Regions from separate parts of the Ovis aries genome. Here region 2 is linked to region 1. A link is a contact called in public Hi-C data. All regions are on one chromosome and are shown on one strand. The core of a region is the stretch at or near the end of the contact, and the rest is flanking DNA. Distances in the headings are between cores, read along the strand shown. Region 1 holds the start of CDC37 (cell division cycle 37, HSP90 cochaperone). Region 2 holds the start of CDKN2D (cyclin dependent kinase inhibitor 2D).

Region 1 (6,673 bases), core at 1,636-4,135:
CAAAACTCACTTCCGGGGACTTCCCTGGTGGTTCAGTGGCTAAGACTCTGTGCTCTCAATGCAAGGGGCCCCAGTTCGATCTCCGGTCGGGGAACTATTAATAGATTCCACATGCTGCAACTAAAGATCCAGCACACTATAACTAAGACCCTGTGCGGTCAAATTAATTAAAAAAAAAAAAAAAAAAAAACCCTCACTGGATCACAGCAAGTCAGTGATATGCAGAAGGAGCAGGATATGAACCCAGTCGGGCAGGCCTGCGCTCACAAGGGTACCAGGCTACCTTTTGGCTAATCCCCTCTTCCACTCTTGGTATTGCTTACTCTTTCCTCCCAGGCGCCGAGCCAAGTTCTTTCAAGATCTAATCTCATTTCATTTTCACGACAGTCTCATGGAGGCGGAGGGCTCGCTCCCCCAAAGCAGTGATGGTCCTGTGGCAGGGCTGGAGCCCAGGCTGCCAGTCACTGGCAGCTGAACCTCGTGCTGGAGACACCAGGCTCCCTGCCTCCACTCATCTCCACGACAGCCCTGGGTCCTCAGCGGTTGGACAGGGAAAGGTTTTGCGCCAGGAGGGAGTAGGGCGTGGTGAGAGGAGGATGCTGTATGAGAGCGGGCATGGCCTCCCAAACCAGCAGGACCAAACCTGGTGATAGAGATCAACTTCGTGACAAGAATAGGTGTTCCCGAGAATGAGCTTTAAAGCTTTGCGGAGAGCTTCAATATTTCATCATAAAATGTCACATATGGCAAGAGAGAAATACTAGAACTTTCTTTTTCCACTCCAGTGGCTTTCCCACCAGGTACACTAGCCAGGTGAAAGGGTTAGTCGCTTAATCGTATCCGACTCTTTGCAACCCCATGGACTGTAGTCCACCAGGCTTCTCTGTCCATGGGATTCTCCCTCCAGGCAAGAATACTGGAGTGGTCACTATTCCCTACTCCAGGAGATATTCCCCACCCAGGGATTGAAGCTGGGTCTCCTGCACCGCAGGCAGATTCTTTACCATCTGAGCCACCAGGGAAGCCCTAGCCAGGAGGCTGCTGCTTTAAGTAATGGGTTGGACCCAGAACTGGGACTAGATGTAGGCACGGATACTGTGTCTCAGCAGGATGAGGAAGGGCGCTTCTAGGTGTTTCTGGATAAACAACTGCAAGCTGATACATGGGAAGACAGAATGAGGTTTTCCTAACTGGAAAGTTCTAGAAGGTATATTCCATAAGTGTGAGAGCAAAGCAGCCCCTGGAATGTGGGTGTAGGAGCTCTGAGTTGGTGGAGCAAGAAGTTAGCACACAAGGTCTCAGGAGAGCCATTCTGTTGGTCTGTGAGCACAGCTGAGCGGCTGCGGGGGTGGGGGGGGGGGTTGCAGGTTGTCGAAAGAACATACAGACTTGGGATTCTGGGGGTCTGTATTTGGGGGAAAATAGATAAAAGAAGGGGCGGTGAATCTGGAATCAGGATGGGTGGGTTCCTTGTAACAGCAGGGTCATTGTGGATGTCTGAGAATAGCACACCAAGTTTGGGTCAGAAGGGAGATGGGATGGATTTGGGTCCTGGACTTGGGTTTGAATGTGGCATTCTGAAGCTGGCAAAGGTTCCCACTGGAAGTCTGTCTTGGGGGTGGGCGGGGACTGGGTGTGAGGTACCAAGGAGGGGCAGGGGTTCTGGCTGGGCAGGAAGCCACGTGGGTAGGGTTTCCTGATGTAATGGGAAATTGGGTCTAACAGTACCAGAGGCTAAAGAAGAGCCTCCGGAATTGGAGGCTCCATCAGGGTGGAGGTGGTGGTTCATTCTGAACAGGACCCAAGTTTCAAAATTCCAGGCCTAGATGAGACTGAGGGCCTTGGGGGGAGGGGGTACCAATCTTTGTTCTAGGGGAGGGGTCCTGGGTGTGGGTTGGAGTCCCAAGCCAGGAACAGAAATCTCAGGGGAAGACAGAATTATTTTATTCAGAGGAGTAAGACTTCTGGATCTGAACCATAAGGATCCAGAAAAGCAGGTCGCAGAACAGACTTAAACTATTGGGAACTCTAGGGTTTTGGAGGACTTCCAGACGGGGCCAGTGGTAAAGAGCCTGCCTGCCAATGCAGGAGACATAAAAGATCCCTGGATCGAGAAGATCCCATGGAAAAGGAAATGCCAACCGACTCCAGTATTCTTGCCTGGAGAATCGCACGGACAGAGAAGCCTGGCGGGCTACAGTCCATGGGGTCACAGAGTTGGACACGACTGAAGCGACTGAGCACAGGGGTTAGGAGGAGCCATGGAACAGCCAAGATCTTAACTGGGTACCCGACTAGGTTCAGGATCCAGATTCTGAGGTAGAAATCTGGGTGTAAATGGAAGATCCCAAGCAGGATTGGGAGGCACGTCAAAAGCTTGTCTTGGCAGTCTAAATTCTAAAAATATACCGTACAGGTCAACCTGGCGTTTCAAGAAGAAACTGGAAGCGCGGGGCGGTGGGGGTGGGGGGGGGGGGGCGGCGCCGGCATCGCGGGCAAGGAACTCAGGGGTCCCGGCAATTCTATGGCCCCGGAATTGAATCGAAGAACCCTAGGCTATTCGGAAAGTCCAGGCTGTAGGGGGCAATCCCAGGTATCAATGGCTGGGGCCCCCCGGCAGTATCAGGGGGTCAGAACTCTGAAGCGGAGTCCCGGGAGTGGGGGAAGGGGCTGGGCGCGCGAGCTCTACCTGGTGCCGCCAGCGGAAGAGGCTAGCGGTGTCGATGTTGGGGTGCGTCTCGTCTTCATCATCAGACACCTCGATGTGGTCCCACACGCTGTAGTCCACCATCTTGCCTCGGGGCCCAGCCCTCCAGGGTTCTGGTAGCGGTGGCGGCGACGGCGGCGGCGGCAGCGGCAGCACTGAGACACAGCCCGCGGAGCCCCGCCCCTTCCGCTTCCGCCCTGACGCTTACACCCCTCCCTCGCGTGACGTCACATCCTTAGTAACCTCAGCAGCGGCACTGGCGACCAAGTTCTTAAAGAGCCCTGCGCACGTGTTCCGGCTCTCGGGAGTCCGCTGAGACCTCACCCCATCCGGCTTCCGGCCTCCACTAGGCCCTTCCTGGGGAATTACGGGTGGGTTCTCCAACCTCGAGCCCCCCTCATCTCCCGCTACCCCACGGTGGGCGTTTACGGCAGCCTTGGGAGAGGGGGCAGTTGGCGAGACTGAAAAAGAGGATTGTCCTCTTAGCCACGCCACAGTGACGTCAGCCTGAGCCCACTACTGGGGCTCGGCCTCGGCGAAAAGACCTCGCTCCCGTCTTTTGTGAAGAGGGACTTAACTTTGTCCTGGAGATGGTGCCTGATGGGAAAGGACCTTCCCAGTACAAGGGGTACAAGGCCCTGCTCTAGGAGGGTCTAAGTGAAGGAAGGTTGTGGCCCTGCCCTCGAGGAGTCGAGATGGGGGCGATGTGGCCCTGCCTTGAGACCTGGTGTTTCCCTGGCTCGGACCACAGCTTCCCCTCTTGCCTCCCCCATCTTCTGCCACTCCTTAGCGGGGATTCGCGCATACACGCCCCCTCTGGAATCACCCGACCGCACTTAACGGGCCTCATTAGCTTGTCTACGGCGGCTCCCCATGCATCCGCTGGGTGTCGCTAGTGTCTAACTAGCGGCCAGTGCGGGTGCCCCGCGCCAGGTGGGGGAGGGGTGGAAGAGCTTGGAAGTGCGCACGCAGGGGGTCTTTCTCCGTCGAGGTACTCTGGGACTCCTCGCAGTCCCTCCCTCTTTCGTCTGGGATCCCCTTCCTCGTTCCAGACTCTAAGAACTCTATTACACTGAGCTTGGGCGACCGCAGCCACACATTTTCATGTATCCCTACCCACGCTTTGATACCGGGATAAAAGGCTGCGTTGCAGCCTAGGGCCAGGATTATCTCAGATTAAAGGGCGCAGGGCGGGGGACAGGGAGAATGGGTAGAGATTCAGCCACTTGAGTGAAGGGCGCCTCTTCCAGACTCCCCCCAACCAAGCAGGCGTTTGGGGGGGCGCTGGAGAGGAAGGAGTAAAGGTCTTTAAATGGGTGGGGTGTGGGGGATTCCCCGGCCCCGGGAAGGGGTGGGGCCATCCGGACAAAAGCGCCCGCCCGCCGCTGCCCCTCCCCCTCACGGTCCATTCAAACCCGCGAGTAGGCGGGCGGGGGCGGGGGAGTCCCCCTTTCCTCCTCCTCCTCCAACCCTGGCAGTTCAGCATCACAGCGGCCGTCAAGGCCCGGGTACGCGCGCGCACGGACCTACATCCCAGCGGGGCTCCCGATCTCACACTTACACACACACACACACACACACACACACACACCCCGGCAAACAAAGGGTCTGGACACCCCGGTCCCCTCCCGCCCCCCAGGCCGGAGAGGGCGGGGCATCCCCTCCCGAGCCCCCCTGCAAGGTAAGCTTTGGACTACGACTGCGGCCGGGAGGGGGACCTGGCCCCTGGGAGGGAGAGGCTCCGGGCGGGGAAGGGGGAATTCCATCGCTCCCCAAGAAAGGCAGGGCCCCCCACGTAGCCGGTTGAGGGCTGCAGGCTGGCCTCCAGGCTGAGGGTGTATAGGGAGGACCCCGAATCGGGATTCCCGGGTAGGCTCGGGGAGGGGGGGAAAGGTGGGGGCGGGGGATGTCTCTACCCAGCTTCGGAGACCGGAGCTGCCCGGCCCCAACGAATCAGGGTCCCAGGAGCCCCAGCTCCCAGAATTGGGGACAGGGCGCCGGAAGCTCCCCCATCAGCGCCAGGCTTTTACTAATCTCCTGCCAACACAGCATCTCCACTCCTGGGGACTGAGACAGAGACCCCTGAGTTGCTTCGCACTGTCCCTCGCCCTCCCAACCACCCACCCCCCATCAGCGCATCTCCAGCTGGATGTGTGGCAACTCTGGGGTGGGGGTGGGGGTCTGGGAATGCTCCTCTGGGCTCCCAAGCTTCCTCTGCTGCATCCCACAGCCACACACTGCTTAGCTGCGGTTGTGGGACTGGGCAAACGGTTTGCCTTCCTGAGTCTCAATTTCCTCATCTGCAAAGTGGGTGATGACTCACCCAGGATTAGGGGAGGTCTTGTTTTCCAGTCTACATTAGTCCGTCATTTATTTTCAAGCTCATTCCACACATATTTCCCAAGTGCCTACTGTATGTCAGGGCCCTGTGGCTGGGTGGTCAGACTACAGCAACCAAAGAGAAGCTGGGTCCCGGCTTGGCTGACCCTGGAGACTGCTGAGGGAGCAAGATCAGTATGTGAACAGAGAAATCCCCTCAGTGATTTTAGACTATGAAGACTAAAATTCCACGAGGCATGGAGAGTGATTTCAGGAGAGGGTGTCCAAGATTCAATGAGATTTTATGGTTTGTATCTGCCTTCATCATTCACTTTCTGCTCCACGGGGGCAGGGCAGGTCTAGAAGAGTGCCTGGTACACAATAGGTGCATAATAAATATTGAATTAATTCAAGAGGGAATTGATTGAAACTATTTTCATAGTGCTTTAGGTCAAATAGGAGGCTGGTCATGAACCAACCCATCCTCTCTCCCATGTTACAGATGGGGCAAGTGAGTCCCTTAGACCCAGAAAAGGGGAAAGATGTCATCAAAGGCAGTACAGGAAGTTGATCGGATGTTGTCATTCCCATACAGTGAGGACGGCTGAAGAAATGGCTGTGAACAGCTGGGAACGGAAGAGAATAGAGACCCGACTTGAGCACAGGTCCCTCCAGGCACCCATGACATCTATCAGCCCCTATCTCTCTCCTCATACCACACAGACACAGCCCTATGTTCATCCACTGAAACGGTATTTACTCTGTCTACTGTGTACCCAGTGCTCAGGACACAGCAGTGAACAGATCAAAACCCCCTACCCCCACAGAGCTGACATTTAGTAATCAGTGAAGAAACAGCAACATATATATATAACAACAAACTGCTTCCCCAGTGGCTCAGCAGTAAAGAATCACAGGAGACAGTTCCCATCCCTGGGTCAGGAAGATCCCCTGGAGGAGGAAATGGCAACCCACTCCAATATTCTTGCCTGGAGAATTCCGCGGACAGAGGAGCCTGATAGGCTGCAGTCCAGGGTCAAAAAGAATGGAACCTGATTGAGCAACTGAACGATTTAATTCACAAAAGAGAAAAATTGAGGCTTCCACTTTGGGATGGGTATCCAGGAAGACCTCCCAGAAGAGTTGTATTGCTCCTCAAACACACACACACACACTTTGATCCAGACAAACGTAGGCACACAAACACCATATACAGGCTGGAGAACCAAAAGTGCCTGAGGCTGCATAGCTACTGGGTGGCTGTGCAAAGATCTGAACCCAGAATCTACATTTCTGACCAGTGTAAAATGTTGCATCCTTACGCAGGCACCCTCCTCACATGTGTGCGCACACACACACACACATACACACACAGCCAGCCTTATGCCCACATAGACTGATGTGGTATCATTTTGTCACGTACACACACTCCTGGCAAGTATGATCTGCTTTCATCTACACGATACTCAGACTCCCAGCGAGTTCGACCCGTCCAGCTGCAAATGGACAACCATGTACAAAGTCTCGTGTTCACATACATGCACGTGCACACACACGTATGCCCCATGGGGAGGGGGTGGAGCTGAGAGCCCTTCCCAGCTCCAAGGCATGGAGCTTCGGTAGTCACTGTCCCTCCTTAGGCCTGAA
Region 2 (6,457 bases), core at 3,035-5,534, 130 kb after region 1:
AGGTCATAACCCTGGACACTCTTAGCTGATTAGTAATCAGTTTTTTTTTCTTTTGGCTGTGCTGCGTGGCCTGTGGGATCTTAGTTGCCCCACCAGGGATGGAAGTGCAGTCTTAACCTCTGGACGACCAAGGAAGTCCCTCTGCTAATCAGTTCTGACTTGTAGGTGAAAAAAAAAGTGAAAGTGTTAGTTGCTCAGTTGTGTCCTACTCTTTGCACCCTACGGACTGTAGCTTGCCAGACTCCTCTGTCCATGGGATTTCCCAGGCAATAATACTTGAGTCGGTAGCCATTCCCTTCTCCAGGGGATCTTCCTGACCCAAGGATTGAACCCAGGTATTGCAGGCAGACTCTTGACTGTCTGAGCCACCATGGAAAGATTCATTAAATAGCCACAACAGCTTCTAAGGCAGTGAGGACCCAGGATCCCATGAGAAGCAGCCCCAGACCTGTTTGCTGATAGAAGGTGGCATCTTTCTGATAAATGCGGGGGTCCTTCTTCTTCAACAAGGAGAGAGTCCTGTAAAAGTCACGCTCTTGCTGAGGGTCAAATTCCTAAAGCAGAAAAAGGGGGTGGGGACAGATTTCAGAAGCGGGCTGTGATGGGGGCAGTAAGCCACAGGGGCAGAAGGGCTGAGAGTGTGGGAATTAGGGTGTAGGGAGGGGTACAGGTTAGAAGATGGGAGAATCCAGCTGGGTAGAGGAAGGTTGGGGGAGGGCTGGAGGGCTGGATCTCAGTGGGAGGGAGGGTCAAGGGGACCCCGTGGGGGTGGACCACACACGAGTAGAGAATAGGAAGCAAAAAAAGGTAGCAGGCAAGGGGGTGGTGGTACTTCCTGGAATCAATACGGGATGGATGATACAGGGGCAGGTGGCAGCGAAGGCATATGAAAAACAAAGGAAGGGATGGATGGCTCAGTGAGTCTGGGAAGATCAGAGCTGGTGTGGGGAAAAGCTGGGTGCTCCACGTGGCAGAGGGATGCCCCATTTTGGGAACAGAGGCAGACAGGGAGAAATGGTTAGACTGTCAGGGATTGAAGGCGCAATGGGGTTGGAGGTTAGTTGCCCCTTGTAAGTCCGGGCCAGGATGAGACACGCCCCTGGACACCTCCCGCAACTCCGGAACGGAGGCGGAGAAGCTCACCACGTGCTCGTCGCTGGAATCAGATTCGGAGCTGGAGTCGCTGCCGCTGCGCCGGTCTCCGTAGCGATCTTTCACTGTGGGACAAAGATGCGAGCCCCCCACCCAGGTGAGCCTGGGGGACCAGATCAAGGCCCACCTGCAGACTCCCCAACAGGCGCCGGCTCCCCACGCGCATGCGCCCCGCACTCACGCCGCTGCAGCTCCTCTCGCTCACGGTAGCGGCCGTACCTCGCCGCAAACGCCGCGTTCACCCGCAGGGGCGACGACCCGCGCGGCTCCGGCATGGCTGCTCTCCGACCCACTGCGCACGCGTCAGGGAAGCACCGCCTCCCTGGAGGCGGGGCTACGCACAGTTTACTTTAAATAGGGGCGGAGCCTCCTGGGCCGCCCAGAACCTTGCCCCGGGCCCTTCCGGGATCCCTGGCCCTGGGACCGCAGTCCCCGCCCACGAGCCACGCCTCTGCGGGGAAGGCTGCAGCCACCGCCCATCCCACTCCCCCACCCTCGGGGCTCCCGGCACCCAGCTGACATCTGGGGGCCCTTTCTCCACTCGCGGTTTCCTGCCTCCCTTCCGTTCCGACAGCGTAAACCGCTGCCCCACCCAACTCACTCACCCCTGGCGCCCTGGGAATTACCACTCTCTCCCCTCCTCCAAAGCATCCACGATCCTCGACCCCCAGGGCCCATCCCCACAAACATCCAGGATACGCGACTCTCCATCGCGTATCAAAAATGACAAGCCACTAGAGCTGTGGTCATGCACAAGTCTTAATTTAATGGGTAAAAACATTAAATTACACACACAACAATATTTTCTATAAAGCTTAATAAATAGACTTTTTTTTAAACGCTGTACAAAGGGACTGGAAATGAAGCTTTCAACAAAATATTAATGAACTCATACTACCCTTTTATCGATTTGGAACACTCCCCCCTCCCCCATGCCGGAAAGCAGTGTGCACACTTGAGGTCTCTCTCCGTAAGCCGGCCAAGGTCGACAGGTTCCAAGAGCCTTGGAAGAGATGACCTCACTCCCTCACTCTCGAGGGCTGGGGTTTTAAACGCTCTGCCCTTGGGACTCAGTCTGTAGGCGTGGAGGAAACTGAACCGTTCAGGTGGCTGTTGCCTCTAGGAGCCCTTCTCTGCCCAACACACCGAAAGGGGTGAGAAAAAAAAACGAGAAATGCACGTCAAACACACACACCCCAGAAATCAACACCAACAAGCCACAAACCGGTGCCCCTCGGCCGCGGGCAGGAGGAGCAAAAGGAGAAAGTGTTTCTTCCCTCTTCTGACACAGAACTCAGCTGGGTCCTGCTGCTGGAGTGGGTGGCCCCAGGTCACAGGGGTGCCACTGTGTGCCGCTGCAGTATGTCCATGAGCTCTTGGGCCCCTCTCCCCCGTGCCAGCTCTAGGGGTGTGAGCCCCCTGGCGTCCCTGTGATGGAGATCAGACTCGGCAGCCAGGAAGCTGACCACAGGGGTGTGGCCCTCTCTCACTGCCAGGTGGATGGGGAGCGCCCCGGTGCCATCGGGTGCGTTGACATCGGCACCGTGCTCCACCAGCACTTTTAGGGTGTCAAGGAATCCAGTGCGGGCTGCATCGTGGGCCGGAGTGGTGCCCGAGGCGTCCTGGACGTTGGGGCTGGCGCCTTGCTTCAGGAGTTCCAGGGCAATGGTGGGACTGCCGAACATCATGACCTGGTGGGGGGATGGGGGTAGAGAAGGGTCAGGGAGTCTCCAAAGGAGGAGGTCTGGGGAAACGGGTGACTGGAGAGAGGGGTTGACAATGCCAGATACAAGGTTCTCAAGAGAAGGAAAAACTCCGGGGAACAAAAACTTTCAGGCAGCTGTTGAGACCCCAGAGAACAAGATCTCCCGGGAATAAGGAACTTCAAAAAACTGGTCACCCCCCGCCCCCCGCTAGGGTATACCCCCGTGGAAATTTTGAAGGAAACTAAGACCCTCCCCCAAGGAACCAGAGACACTTCTCCCCACAGATGGGAAATCATCAGGAACTATGAACCCCACCAGGAAACAGACCTCAGAGAACAGTCCCCTCCAGGAAATGGAGATGGCCAGGGAATTTAAAACTCCTCCAAGGAATTTCCCCCTCCCATATAGTAGGGATCCTTTCTGATGAAATGGGGTTCCCCTTTTGTAAATGTCCCCAAGGGAACACGGACTCCCATGTAATCTGTGACTACTCCCTTATTGGTATCCCCCTCCCCAAATATGCCAGTAAGAAAACCCCGCGGGAATAGAGATTCTCCCCCACAGGAAACTGGATACCTCGCAGAGAACCCCCTGAAAATGGGTACACCTTGGAAACAGGAATCCTTCCTTCCTGCGGTCGGATCGTCCATAGATGCTCCAAGACATTGGAGCTGCCCTCATGAAACTCGGATCCAAAGAAGGTGAACCCTCACCCAGGGAATAAGAACTTCTCCAGGGAAACTGAATCCTTCGCAATCAGAGAACAAGGAATCCTCCAAAGATGGAAAGCTCTCCCCTCCCCCCAACCTAACCCCATCCACCACCCACCTAAGAAAGGGGACATTAGGGAGCCAAGTCAGCCCAGAGACGCAGGAACAGACCTCAGTCGGCTACCAACGGGAACAAGGAGAGAAGAGGGAAGGGGTCTGCGGGCCTGCCCGGGCTCACCTGCAGCGCCGTCTTGCCAAAGCGGTTCAGAACGTCTGGGTGCACCAGCTCGCGGTGCAGAAGGCGGCGCACCTCCTGCACGTCTCCTCGGGCCGCCGCCCCGCTCAGCCGGTCGCCGGCGTGGACCTCTTCCAGCAGCATGTCGATACTGGCGGCCTGCGAAGCCCCCCGCCCCACCCCGCGGCGGTCAGTGAGGGGGAGCCCACCGGCGCTAGCCCGAACAGCCCTCCCGCAGCGTCGCCGGCCTGCAAAGAGGTCGGACTCTCCTGTCCGGGTCTCGGGCGCGACCCCCGCCCTCCCGGCCGGCTCCTCCCCCTGTCAGCCGGTGGGTAGAGAGGGGCTGAGAGCCCAGGCCCAACCCTCCGCTAGCCCGCTGGGCCCTGCCCGGCGCCCGCCCCTTGGGGGCCGGGTCTCCCCCCAACTCACCCTCCCTCCTCCTCTTCGGGCGGGGTCTGTTCTGAGCCAGCGTCTCCGCCGCTGCGGAGCAGGCCGCTAGGGGGCGGAGCCAGAGCTCTCGCGGCCCCGCCCCCAAACTCCGCGGATTTGTTTTCTTATGAACTTGCTACGTTGTAGCCCAGCTGCGATGCCCGGCTCCCGACCCTGTAGTGCTCCGCCCTCCTTGCCAGCGCAGCCAATGGCCACGCGTTGCCAGGGAGGCTTTGGGCGCCGGCGTGGGCGGGCCCGCTTCTGATTGGACGAACTGCGGCGACCGGTGAACCGCGAACAATGGCGGGGTTTTCGGTTTTTCAAAAGCGACGGGCGGGCGGGAAAGAGGGCCCGTTTAACTGACCCAGGGGAGAAAGGTCAGGCGCAGGGTAGCGCGGGCTGCTCCGGGACCTCGGCACTTCCGAGGGAAAAGGAGGCAGGGCTGGGACCGCCCAGTTTGGAGTTATGCGGTGCGATAATATTCGTTAGTTCTTACTGTGCAAAGTGCTTTATTTCATTCACTCACTGTGTGCTGGAGCCGTTCCTGGCGCTGGGGGTCCTGCATTCGAGCTACTGAGTAATTTTAGTGTTAAGCACCGTGAGGAAAATAAAGCATGGAAATGGGGTGAGTGAAAAAGGAATCACGTTTGGCTCAGATTGCGCCAGCCCTGGCACAGCAAATGCAAGGGTGTGGAAGAAAGTTCATTCACCAGCTGCCACGTGGGTGAGACTGGGAGGCGAGAGTCGCGTCGCAGGCTCTTAACAGAGGCCTTCAATAGCGGGGCCTTCACACATTTACCGACCTGCTACTGTGTACTATGCACCCCAGTAGAAAGCAAGCCAGGTGCCTCCTGACTGTTGGATACTTACCTTTTAGAGCTGGAGACGACAATAAATATTTTCAGAGTGCTATACACTGTGGAGCTGACAAAATGAGATAAATAATGGTGTCTTGGGAAAAGAAGGCTTTGAAATAGAGAGGTCGGGCATGGCCACCCTAAGAAGGTGACATTTGATTTGAGACCTGAAGGTGAGGGAAGGAGCCGTGTGTCTCTCAGGAAAAACATACCAGGTGGAGGCGCTACAGATTCCAAGGCCCTGAGCTGTAACCATGTCTAGTAAGTCCAGGAAGAGCGAGGTATAGAGAGGGAGAGAAGGGGGAGGAGGTGAGGGGTGAACAGGTGTGTGGGCTGTGGTGAGCACTTTTACTTTTTAAAAAGAATGGGGAATTTCCCTGGCGGTCCAGTGGTTAAGACTCCGCGCATCTGCTGCAGGGGGTCCAGGTTCAATCCCTGGTCGGGGAACTACGGTCCCTCAAGCTGCTCAAAACGACAGAAATCAATGGGTGGAACCCTGGGAAGCTTCTGTATTGAGGAGCCACGGTCTAGTTTAGGAGTTAATAGGCGCCCTCTGGTGGCTATGATGGGAACTGGCTGTCATGGGAGAGGGAAGCCCAGAGCCTGGGAGCCCAAGGTGGGAGCAATTGCGAGGGCCCAGCTGAGAGATGACCAGGGCTGAGAAATGGATATGTTGCCCACTCTTTTCCCAGCACCCCAGGGGCACCTCTGACATCCCCAGCCCCCAGCCAAAAAGTACATAACAGCAGCTAGATTCATCTTTTTAATGCCATCCTAAAACTCAGAAATGGACCAGTGGGGCCTCTGGGCTCAGCAGCTGTGGAGGAGGGACTCCCCACGCCTCCTAAGGCAGGTCACTGCAAAAAGGCACTCATGAGGGGGACTTCAAGCCCCTCTTCTATTTCTTCATATAAAACTGGGGGAGGGGGAGGGGTGAGAGTCTGAGAGCTGGAGATTATCACTCCCAGCCTACCAGTAAAGGAAATGGGTAGGAGCAAGTCAGGTGCTGGGAGTAACAAACCAGTAATTCAAGAGCTGCCCTCACACACACACACCCCGTCTTCCCTCCTTCTTTAGTGGAGGCTGCAGTGGGGCCTGGGGAGAAGACAGCCCAGGTTCAGGCCCCCACTTCTCCCTTCTAGCTGGTACGAAGTTGATAATCTGTAGGGAAACAATGAGCAGGGACCATCTCAGAATTGGGGGAAGGAGACAGGACAGCACCCCCACCCACAACCCATCCCCTTCCCCAGTGCTCATGATCAACCCCACAAGTTTGTAACAGGGCTAAGGATGGGCTCAAACATGGCGACTGTAACCACAGCAACATGCCTGTCTCCAGGCAACAGACGGGGCTGCTGTGTGTTCAGT

The links. Hi-C and Micro-C count contacts between places; a contact is called where the count stands out from the background.
Region 2: a contact with region 1 is called in a Hi-C map of muscle, with 11 times the contacts expected there. The contact joins the promoter of CDKN2D here to the promoter of CDC37 in region 1. A contact is called at or near these places in 15 of 16 Hi-C or Micro-C datasets (blood, hypothalamus, liver and 7 more).

The regions. Positions count from the first base shown.
Region 1 is chr5:12,789,625-12,796,297 of ARS-UI_Ramb_v3.0, forward strand. CDC37 (cell division cycle 37, HSP90 cochaperone) reads right to left here and starts at 2,886. Exons shown (of 7, transcript XM_060416283.1): 1 at 2,690-2,886. The coding sequence starts at 2,791.
Region 2 is chr5:12,921,588-12,928,044 of ARS-UI_Ramb_v3.0, forward strand. It overlaps CDKN2D (cyclin dependent kinase inhibitor 2D), which reads right to left and starts at 4,285. Exons shown (of 3, transcript XM_042249945.2): 1 at 4,233-4,285; 2 at 3,807-3,962; 3 at 1,894-2,843. The coding sequence starts at 3,947. The coding sequence ends at 2,484. It overlaps KRI1 (KRI1 homolog), which reads right to left and starts at 1,446. Exons shown (of 19, transcript XM_042249942.1): 1 at 1,372-1,446; 2 at 1,144-1,217; 3 at 449-554. It overlaps AP1M2 (adaptor related protein complex 1 subunit mu 2), which reads right to left. Exons shown (of 10, transcript XM_060415468.1): 10 at 5,840-6,457.